2 separate regions of the Mus musculus genome follow, and region 2 is linked to region 1. A link is a contact called in public Hi-C data. All regions are on one chromosome and are shown on one strand. The core of a region is the stretch at or near the end of the contact, and the rest is flanking DNA. Distances in the headings are between cores, read along the strand shown.

Evidence for each region. A called contact is a pair of places that touch in the nucleus more often than the background predicts.
Region 2: a contact with region 1 is called in a Hi-C map of epidermal suprabasal cells, with 2.4 times the contacts expected there. The contact joins the enhancer-like site here to the promoter of Sec61a2 in region 1. A contact is called at or near these places in 2 of 39 promoter capture datasets (hippocampal neurons and pre-B cells), 1 of 15 datasets of contacts at CTCF or cohesin (pro-B cells), 22 of 484 Hi-C or Micro-C datasets (the AtT-20 cell line, the G1E-ER4 cell line, the HL-1 cell line and 16 more), 2 of 115 datasets of contacts at active chromatin or transcription factors (astrocytes and pancreatic cancer cells) and 1 of 9 other capture datasets (macrophages).

The regions. Positions count from the first base shown.
Region 1 is chr2:5,892,700-5,897,997 of GRCm38.p6, reverse strand. It overlaps Sec61a2 (Sec61, alpha subunit 2 (S. cerevisiae)), which reads left to right and starts at 2,566. Exons shown (of 12, transcript NM_021305.4): 1 at 2,566-2,741; 2 at 4,777-4,844. The coding sequence starts at 2,735. It overlaps Gm13267 (predicted gene 13267), which reads right to left and starts at 2,534. Exons shown (of 3, transcript NR_166420.1): 1 at 2,224-2,534. It also overlaps a transcript of Dhtkd1 not described here.
Region 2 is chr2:6,166,344-6,171,641 of GRCm38.p6, reverse strand. No RefSeq gene overlaps it. Among named protein-coding and RNA genes, the nearest start is that of A230108P19Rik, 24 kb to the left of the region's middle. Within about 2 kb of position 3,216, at least 23 of the 459 cell types and tissues checked have an H3K27ac peak or open chromatin away from gene starts, as enhancers often do. A contact at or near this core is called in epidermal suprabasal cells, where this site is marked.

The DNA of each region.
Region 1 (5,298 bases), core at 1,317-3,816:
TGAGCATCCATCAAGAATGGTCGACCAGCCGGGCGGTGGCACAGCCTTTAATCCCAGCACTCGGGAGGCAGAGGCAGGCGGATTTCTGAGTTCGAGGCCAGCCTGGTCTACAGAGTAAGTTCCAGGATAGCCAGGGCTATATAGAGGAACCCTGTCTTGAAAAACCAAAAACAACAACAACAAAAAAAGAATGGTAGACAAGCTCTCTACCAAATGAGCTCCAGCCTTGGCCCCTAATAAATGTTAAGTTATGAGGTATTAACTGTATTAAGGTGGACTTCGGTTTTTTTTTTCTATTAATTTCCCCTTTCCCCATTATATTGCTATGACATTTCCTTTTTTGTTTGTTTGTTTTTGATTTTTTTCGAGACAGGGTTTCTCTATGTAGTCCTGGCTGGCTGTCCTGGAACTCACTCTGTAGACCAGGCTGGCCTTGAACTCAGAGATCCCCCTGCCTCTGCCTCCCGAGTGCTGGGATTAAAGACGTGCGCTACCACTGCCCAGCTGCTATGATATTTTCTGATTTTTAAATTAACTTTGGTGTTGGGTAGAGGGATTTAAGTGCCAGGTTAATCACTTTTGTCTCTCAAAGCTGCAGGTACAAATATGATGTATATTTGGGCTATAAATTTCATTAAGTTTTAGCCACATTCCCAAACCAGGTACGTGGGGTTCCATAGAGGTTGAATCTAGTGTTGGCCGCAAACTAAATGGTAGCTATGTGACGTCCCTTGAGTTGGTTCTCAGGAGCATCTACTGTGTACCATTCTGACTTTACGACAGTTTTTTAAAAAGGTTATGGGGACATAGGAAGGGCTGGAATACATCCATTGCCTTTCCAATTTTACCAGCAATGCGCCATGTTTTACATCATTGATGTGTAGGCAGTCCTGGCTATAGTAATAGATTCATAATGTACTTCTTTTTTTATTTTGATTTTTGAGATAGTTCTGGCTGGCCTAGAACTCTCTGTGTAGAGCAGGCTGGTCTTGAACTCAGAGGTCTCTCTGTCTCTGCCTTCTGAGTGCTGGGATTTAAGGTGTGTACCACCATGCCAGACTATTATTTGCATTTTAGAATAATGCTGCAGTTATTTAGCATCTTTCTAGTATTTGCCCTCTTTCTTTCTACGACATGTCCCCTCCTGTCTGCAGCTGGGTATTAGTTGCAGTACTTTGTACTTACTGGCTCCATCATTGTGCCATCTCTTTAACCCTTTCCCTCCCTTTCCTTTCTGCATCCTTCAGTCCTTCTTTCTTTTGCCGAGCCTTATGAATCTTGTCACTTCATTACTACTTATATAAATCTGTAAAGTTTCAAAGGCAAGTTTAATAAGAATAATAGTGTATATTTAAGTTTAAAAAAACCATAATGTACCTTTATTCTCTTATCTTTTGGTTTCTTAAATTAAAAGATATTAAAACTCTAAGATGGAATTTAATATATTTAAAAATGTTTTTGTCTTGCTCTTTCTAAATTTCTTCCTATGCTGCCTCTCACAAGTTTATTATTTCTTGTTACAGTTTTCCCTGACAGAGCTATGAAAATGTCTTCTGCCTTTCTACCTTTATATCAGCCACATTCTGAATTGTGTTGCAGAAAGGGACATTTGAATTATTTCATATGAAACACTACTGTATTTTCTTTCCTCTTAAAAATGTTAGTTTTTCTTATCTGCTGTCCATAATTATGCATGTTTAATGTTCAGTGAGAACTAGAGCTTCAGTTATGTAATTAGTAAGTTGAAATATTAAAAATAATGAATTTTGCTTAAAATGACACATTATTCTTTTTTTTTAATTAGGTATTTTCCTTGTTTACATTTTCAATGCTATCCCAAAGGTCCCCCATACCCACCCCCCATATATCACATTATTCTTAGCAAAATAAAAATTACCACCTTGAAAGAACCATTTTACTCAAATTTCTTATGTTTTCCATATATTTCCTATTTGGGAAAAATAGTCTGAAATTAACTTCTCTAATTTACCTATATTACCTTGGAAGTTTTACTGGGTTTTTTTTGGGGGGGCGGGTTCGAGACAGGGTTTCTCTGTGTATCCCTGGCTGTCCTGGAACTCACTCTGTAGACCAGGCTGGCCTCGAACTCAGAAATCCACCTGCCTCTGCCTCCCGAGTGCTGGGATTAAAGGCGTGCGCCACCACCGCCCGGCCTAAAAAGGTTTCTTTCTGAAAAAGAGAGACAGATAAAAGAGTTTATACCTCTTGATGCCTTGATGTCTATTTTGAAGATGGGGAAGTACTGGAAAGTACTATTGTCTGCAGTGTATTACCAGTTTTCACAAATGTCTAAGAAGTTACAGTTAAGATGGGGCGGAAAGAAAAGTCTGGCTCAGGTAGCTCAGCTCTAGGCCTTGGGGTACCTGGACCAGGAAACCTTATCTAGAAAACAGCTTTGAAAAGGAAAACCCTTGTCCTGGAGTAGAGCAACTAAGAACCGCCCACCACGGCAGGCCGCCCCGCCTCTTGCCATCCAGTCCCGCCCCCGCCGCCGCGCCAACGGTGACCATAGCAACGCGGTGGACGTCCGCCAACGGCCAGGCTAGGTCTGGGAGGAGCCTAGAGCGCATGTCACATGACTCTGTGGGCGGAGCTTGTGCGGGGACGGCCAGAGCGTGTCCCCAGCCTCCGCCGCCTAGGCCAGAGTCGTGAGGAACGGAGCGGAGGCAGCTGCGAGGCCGCGGGTGCCCGCCGGGTGTGCTGAGCCGCCGCCATGGGCAGTGAGTGTGGTGGCTGGAGCGCGAACCTCGAAGGCCGCGGGTCCTTTCGGGCTGTGGGCAGTGGAGTCGCTTACTCCTTGGGGTGGTCTTGGGTGCGGGGGATGCGCAGGCCTCGTTGGGGTCGCCACGGGCAGAGCGAGCTGGGGACCCGCCAAGGCGCCTCGGGTCAGCGAGGCCTTGCCCGGCGGGTCACGGGAACTCAGAAGTCCCGGTTTGCTCCCCTTAGGAGGCGAGGAGCGAGGATGGCGCGGGGAGGCCATTGGCTGGGGGCGGGGGGTAGTTAGCACACTCCACGGCTTGGACCACTTGGGCTTTTTCTGAATCTCAGGAAACTCATTAATTTTTAAATTATTATTCTTGAATCACGCTTCCTTGGTGTGTTGCGACGAATAAGTCTCCCTTTTTTTAAAAAAATATTTTTTATTAGGTATTTTCCTCATTTACATTTCCAATGCTATCCCAAAAAGTCCCCCATAACCTCCCCCACCAAGTCTCCCTTTTTTAAAAATGTGATTCGTAGCATGCGTTTTAGGGGAGGAAAGGCGTGTGATCAGTAGCTCAGCATTTTCCTAGATTAATTCTTCCCAGTCATTCTGTAGTGTTCATTGAAAACTGTAAGTTGGTGCGCAAGGTATGGACGAGGCCTCGCATTATAAGATCCTTCCAGGGCCCTGCCCAATCACTCACCCTCATGTATTTTCACACAGATACTTTACCTAGCAGTTCACATGTTTGTGTATAAAGGGATAACGTTGCGATGCACTCCATTGGCTAACAGTAGACATTTGGGGAAAATTGGAAAGGAAATAAGAGACCCTTGGCCTTGAATTGTGAATAAAAATGGAATTGTGCAACACGGGGAGAGGCAGTACATGGCGGCACGCAACAGCGTTTTTTGATCCTGAACGCCAGTACAGTAATTCATAAACTAGCAATAAATCTCGGAGAGTAGCCTGGGCTGAGATGGGGAAGGGAGGCGATTCTAGACAGTTTCCCAGTGTTGTGACCCATAGTTGTTGTTTTTTTAATTGCAGGTAAATGTTTTCAGAATTTAGATTTACTTTTTTTTTTTTTTTTTTTTTTTTAAAGATTTATTTATTTATTATATGTAAGTACACTGTAGCTGTCTTCAGACACTCCAGAAGAGGGAGTCAGATCTCGTTACGGATGGTTGTGAGCCACCATGTGGTTGCTGGGATTTGAACTCCTGACCTTCGGAAGAGCAGTCGGGTGCTCTTACCCGCTGAGCCATCTCACCAGCCCTAGATTTACTTTCTAAATAGTCCAAATGTACTTCTATAACAAACATGACAATTATAAATTATCACCAAAATCAGTTACTTCTACCTTTTTGGAGTCCTGCCGGAGTAGGAGGCAGTGTCTATCCCTAAACCTTGGTTTGTCTTTCATTTACTGCAGAAGTAGCCTGGGAAAGGAGTACTTTTTAATGAAATGTAGTTGACATTCTCTGAGCAATTCTTGTGTGTAAGCAAGTACCTTGATATGGCTACTTAGAGAATTACAACCTTGAAATGCAGCTAACTGAAATGGAGCGGGGAATGTGGAGGTTAAAAGGTTGTCTGTAGGAGGTGATCCTAGCTTTTTTGTTTTTTGGCTTTTTTGTTGCAGTCTTTAAGCTGTTTGAGTCAGTACTCCAGTTTAAGCTCATAACCTACTATACTATTCCTGCAGAAAGTTCCCTCCGCTGTTGTACCATTTGTTAATTACTACATTAGCTAAGTACTGTAATAAGCTATGTCTGCTTATCTTATACAGTGATGATCTGATTATTTTCTGTTGTGCATATATAAAAGGGTTGGGTTTAAACCTGAAGAAGCAAAGAAGTCACGGTGCAGGGCTGTTTCCCTGTGCTCCACAGCTATCTGGGAGCTTTGATCTTCTATAGACCTACTCACTTGAACTTGAGAACATCATGATTGTTTAATTTGGGTGGATGTGATAAACTGCTGTTACAAAAATTGTTTTTGGAATTATTCAGAGATACATTTTTAAACTCTAAATTTTTTTTTTACAGTCAAGTTTTTAGAAGTTATTAAACCTTTCTGTGCAGTTCTACCAGAAATTCAGAAGCCTGAAAGGAAAGTAAGTATACTATTTGTTAATCTAGCAGGTAACAGAGTGACTGACTTTGCCAAACCACCAAGGTTGACTTACTTAACCCAACAATTTCTGGCTGTAAGTGGAAAAACCATTACCTCCTTATCTTGCAAACAAGTATAAATCTGCTTTATGTTTTGTTTTGTTGTCTTCGAGACAGGGTTTCTCTGTGTAACAGCCCTGGCTGTTCTGGAGATCTCTCTGTAGACCAGGCTGGCCTTGAACTCACAGAGATCCACCTGCCTCTGCCTCCCCAGTGCTGGGATTAAAGGGGTATACCACCATTGCCTGGCCTGTTTTTAATTTTTAAATTACATTTATTATTCTAATATATATATGTGTTTGTGCCTGTGCAGCACTGTGCTATGGTATACATGTGACAGTCAGAAGGCAACTTTTGGGAATTGATTCTTTTCTCTTTCCCTGTGGGTCTGGGGAG
Region 2 (5,298 bases), core at 1,967-4,466, 270 kb before region 1:
CTTTACATCGAATCAAATGTAACATCTCTCTATAGGAGAGAGACCAGAGACTCAAATCAGCACTCTCAAAAATGGCCATATCCACAGAACAAAGAAAAAAATAAATAAAAAGAGCCAGCCCATGGGCTGTAGCCTTGGGTGGAAGAGAAGAGGAAGAAGGAGAAAGTGAGCTGAACACTGAAAGAACCTAGTGGGGAAACCCCCACTCAATTCCCGATTCGGTGTGCACCCAAGAATCACGAACAGAATGCCTTGATGGAAAAACATGAGGTAGTTTTAATGGCGGAGCTCTGGGTCAAAACATATCTCACGCAGAAGACAGTGGATTTGACCACGAGGCTTGGAAGCTAGGAGTTTTTATAGAAAAGGGGCTGGGCCTGGGGGAGGAATTGGCGCGGTTTCACATGATTGGTCCATTTAAACATCAGCAGCCTGTTAACATTTAACTTAGGTTAGAAGGGCGGGAGATAGGGAGGCGCCAGGCCAGTTTGGCATGTCATTCTCTTTATCTCTTTATCTTTATGGCCAAGCAGCCTCAGGAATATCTTAATGATGGGCCTGTCCGGGCATGTCCTGGCCTGTTCTGGTATGTTCTCAGCCCCAGGTTTCAAAGCTCGCAAACAACTCTTTGGGCTATTTGACATACATTACATGAATCACAGGTCTCAAGTTTTATTTTCTTTCAACACCAGCATTTGTGGTCTGCTGAGAAGCAAGTGAGGTGCCCCAGGCTCCTGGCCACCATGGGGCAGCTGTAATAAAGTTACCTCTGTGCCTTCCACACTGTAAGCTGGAGAGGTAGGCCACCCAAGCCCAGTGGAACACAGATGTTACTGTCCCACAGCCCTGGTGCTGGACACAGGCAAGTACCTGCCTGTGTTTGATGTCAGTATCATCCTCCCATCCTTCCTAATGGAGGTGCTTACTTTATATCCTAGTATGTTGGAAAATGGAAGTTAAGAGATGTCCCCGAGCATCAGGGAGGACCTTGGCCTTGGTACTGTTAGACTACAGGGATGTTTGAAATTGGGCTAAACCCATTTTGCATTGTGAAGTGTCTAGAAACGTATGAAAGCCAGAAATAAAACGATATGGATTAAATTAAACAATATGGATGCATTTGGATGTGAAGTTGATAGGGGAAGAGTTGAAATAGTTAATCTTGTCAACTTGACTAGATTTACAATCAGTCACCAAGAAGAGTCAGTGTGGCTGGGAAGTCTTTTTTTTTTTTCTTTTTTTTTTTTGTATGTGTGTGTTTTGTTTTGTTTTGTTTTGTTTTGTTTTGTTTTTGAGACAGGGTTTCTCTGTGTGCTGGCCTTGGCTGTCCTGGAACTTGCCTCATAGACCAAGGCTGGCCTCAAACTCACCAGGCCTCCAGAGTGCAGGGATTAAAGGCATGGCTTTACTCCTGGCTCCACGTTGGCTTTTCAATTAGGTCAATCTCCTGAGCCATTTCTCTAGCCCATTTCCTATCATAGTCACATTATCAAAAATATGCATGACAGGTTATATTTGGGAATATGTATGTATCTGCAAATACTTATATGCATGCAATAATAACTGATAAAAAGCCAGTGGCCACGAATTTGAATAAGAAGAGGGAAGGGCATGTGAGAGGGGTCGAGGGAGGGAAGGGGGAGTGCTATAATTAAAATACAATCTCAAAAGTAAACAAAAGACTCATTAAATAACTGGGCGGTGGTGGCACATGCCTTTAATCCCAGCACTTGGAAGGCAGAGGCAGGTGGGTTTCTGAGTTCGAGGCCAGCCTGGTCTACAAAGTGAGTTCCAAGACAGCCAGGGCTACACAGAGAAACCCTGTCTCGAAAAAACAAAATCAAAAACCCAAAAAAGAATTTTTAATGAGGATTCTGGGACTTGAGCATGCTCACATGACAAGCACTTCATGCACGAAGCCCATCAAAATAAAAATTATTTTTAAGACATCCTACAATCTACTTCTGGGTCTGATCATTAAACTTTGGTATTGTTTTGTTCATCAATGCTGCCCTGTCAGAGAAGGGATAGAATATTTAATAGCCATCGAACAACATATAAACCTATAGTCCTACATTAAAAAAGAAACTGGTCATTCAAGTACAGAGGAGGGAGAGAATGAGAAATGAAATGTTAGCAGAAGGCCTAACCAAAATGAAGGGAACAAGGAAAAGCCATTTAAAACCCTGTGGTTTTCTAACCCAAGACGAAACTCAGTCAGATGGTATAGTACAACACTGATCCATAAAAGGAGACAGGAGATACTAAAGGGTAAGGGTGTAAGCAGATATAGATGGATGGGGAACAAAAAGGGTAGTTGTGGGTTAGACAAAACTAAGGATCCGTGAAGAAGCTTTGTGAAAATCAACTAGTTTATAAGCGAACAGAAGTACCCTTGCATGGGTGGACAACACTGCTCCCCAAACACCTGGGTTGTTAAATAAAAATCTCAGTGCCAACCATGGTTACCTCTCTATGAATATTGGTCAGAGAGGCCCCAGGGGCTCCCAAAATAATATAAGCTATTGCCATTGCTCTCAGTTGCCCTCCATAGCTAGATAGTAAGACTCTATTGTTAAAGATGTCACCCACTTTGAATGTAGGCATAAAAAAAATTAATCTCAAACTGGCCAGGACCCCTGCATCTGCTAATGAGCTTACAGAGGGCCTGAAGTGCTCTACAGGATTCTTGGAGGAAAAAAAAAAATCAATGTCTTCCCTGGTACTGGACCCTGCATGCTACAATATGGACCTGCTGGCAAAATATGCCCATTGGTGTAATTGTATAGGGGTATACAGCTGCTTTCTTACTAAATCTGAGTCTTGCTCAACAGTCTTGCCAAGTCCTGCAATCCTAGTCAAAAGCCCAGGGCTGAGGAGATCATAGGCCCGAAGGGGAAACCTGTTGTGGTTTGGCTAAGTAGTCATAGTGTCACACTGACTTCTAAATATCTGCGTTCATATGCACAGATTCCTGCTGCTCTGAACTGTGGCCAGGGGAGCTTCCTTTGCAGTAAGTACTGGTTAATGCAGACACCTATAACTGGTCAAAAGGTCAAGTGTCTAGCCCTGGACAGGTTATCAGTATCACCCTCTCACCAGCCAAGGCTCGGGAAACTTCCAAGGAGATGGGGAGATAAGTAGGTAAGAGCCTGTGGGTGGAGAGGAGAGAGCTGTGAGCCCTGACTCCTGTTACAACATGCCTGTTGCATGCATCAGCTCAAGGAACCGTGGTTACATAGAACTCTTGGCAGGTGACAGCTAATGAGAGGAAGTCACTGTCCTCTGGGTGCATCCTCTGGGTGCATGGTCACTGGCAGATTGCTTATGTCCCCAGGGGATGACCCCATACCCATATGCAGATGGGTAGCAGTAATTGGACTCCTAAAATAAACAACAAGAAGACATGAAGCCAAAGGGGGGGGTCAGATAGATTTATACACTATATAAATGTGTGAAAATCTCAAAGAATAAGATTATTATCTAAAATATTAATTGGCTGTATAAACCAATACTCTCCTCACCCTTGGAGGCAATTACATGTTCAAAGGCATGTTCAACCGGGCTCCTCTACTCTGAATGGAGCAGTTACAGAATCTTCCAGCAGAGGGCGATGGTTGTTTACCTCTGGGTTGAATCCTTAAGCAGAACTTGCTTCAGGTTACTTGATGGGAAAATTGGCATTTGTTGTTGTTTGGGCTTTGGTAGTACTGGGGACTGAACCTAATACCTTATATAAAGTGGGCAAGCACCCTACCCCTGAGCTCTATGCCCACTCGCTTTTTAGTCATGAGAATAAAAACAACCAGCTGAGCATGTTGTACAGTCAAGTCCTTGAGACAGCCGCCACCGTGGTGAAGGAGAACGCTCATAAACAATTGTCTGTTGAGTTTGGTTTTAGGGACAGAACCAATGCCTCTGTAGCCTGCTGTCAATAAATGGCCATGGTTTTCACCCTGGAGTGAGCGCTGCAGGAGGATTCCAGAGCAGGGCTTCTAACTCTCGGCAACGTGGACCTTTGGGGCAGACGGTCCTTGGTTGAAGGAACAGACATGTGCACCATGGTCTGCAGAGCAGTATTTCTGACCGTACTCACTCATGCCAGTCACAAAGGTGTCTTCCCAATTCCCACAGTGCTCTAACAAGTCATGTGGCTTCACTCTGAGTACTGCCACTGAGTATAAGTACATACACACTCACTCACACACGCACACCACACACACACAACGAGAAAGCAATTCTCCACAATAGAGAAAAAGAAGAAGAAAGCTTGCTGGTTCCAAGATTCCCCTTTACAAAACAACTCCAATAACATTTTCTATTTTTTGCACACAGCACAGTGTACCTCATGCTTCTCTTTTGCTATTTGTATGATGCCTACAAGTATACCATATATGTGTATCACACTAATCATGCTGAGAATATCCTGTACTTACACCTGTCTCATTGCATGTATGTCCCATATATGTAAGTGGAAAGGGACAACGACCCTGTTATTGGAGGGCTGATCAGAGAGTATTAGCTTTAAGGAAGATCAAAGTTTCCTTCCCAAGCCAAGAGCCAGAGTAGTGTCACGATGGTGAAGAAGCTGTAGATGCGATTCAGAGGTGACAAGGTCCTAGAAGGAAAGAGTTTAGACTGTAACTTGTTCTAACCTGCTCTTCGCTTGATCTTAGCCAAAAGGCAGAGAAGCAATTAACCTGTTCTTTATGTGTGTGTGGGGTATGTGTATGTGTGAGTGAGTGTGTCTGTGTGTGTGTGAGAGAGAGAGAGAGAGAGAGAGAGCAGCCATCTATTGTAATGACCCCTCAAACTACAGCCATCCTTTCTCAAGAGAAGGTATACCATTTGTCCAGGGACTCTACCCAGAGGTAGTAAGGTCTGAACACCCACACAGCCCCATCGATATGTACCAGGAAAAGTCATGGAGATCAGAGTCCTATAGCTAAAGGAACCAGGGGGACTATGAAACAAGAGATGTGGCCTGAAAGAACAGGACCTAGGAGGCAGGCACCATGGGCTTGCCTCCTTTCCTTATGGAGACCAGGGTCATTACCAGAGAGTAAGCAAGTTGCTGCAGACTCTTGGTTTGGCCTGAGCAATATGGACCAGCATTGGTTGAGAGTCTTAGTTGAATTGTTACAGCAGGTGAAAGTCAGGGTAGGATAGAGAGTTTAGGGAGTATGCTAGAGAATAAGAAGAGACATACTAGTAAGAGCCAAGGAGGATGAACAATTGAATCCAATTGTTTTCAACGCTTTTCAAATAGCTGTATCCTAGTATCAGAGGGATGTACGG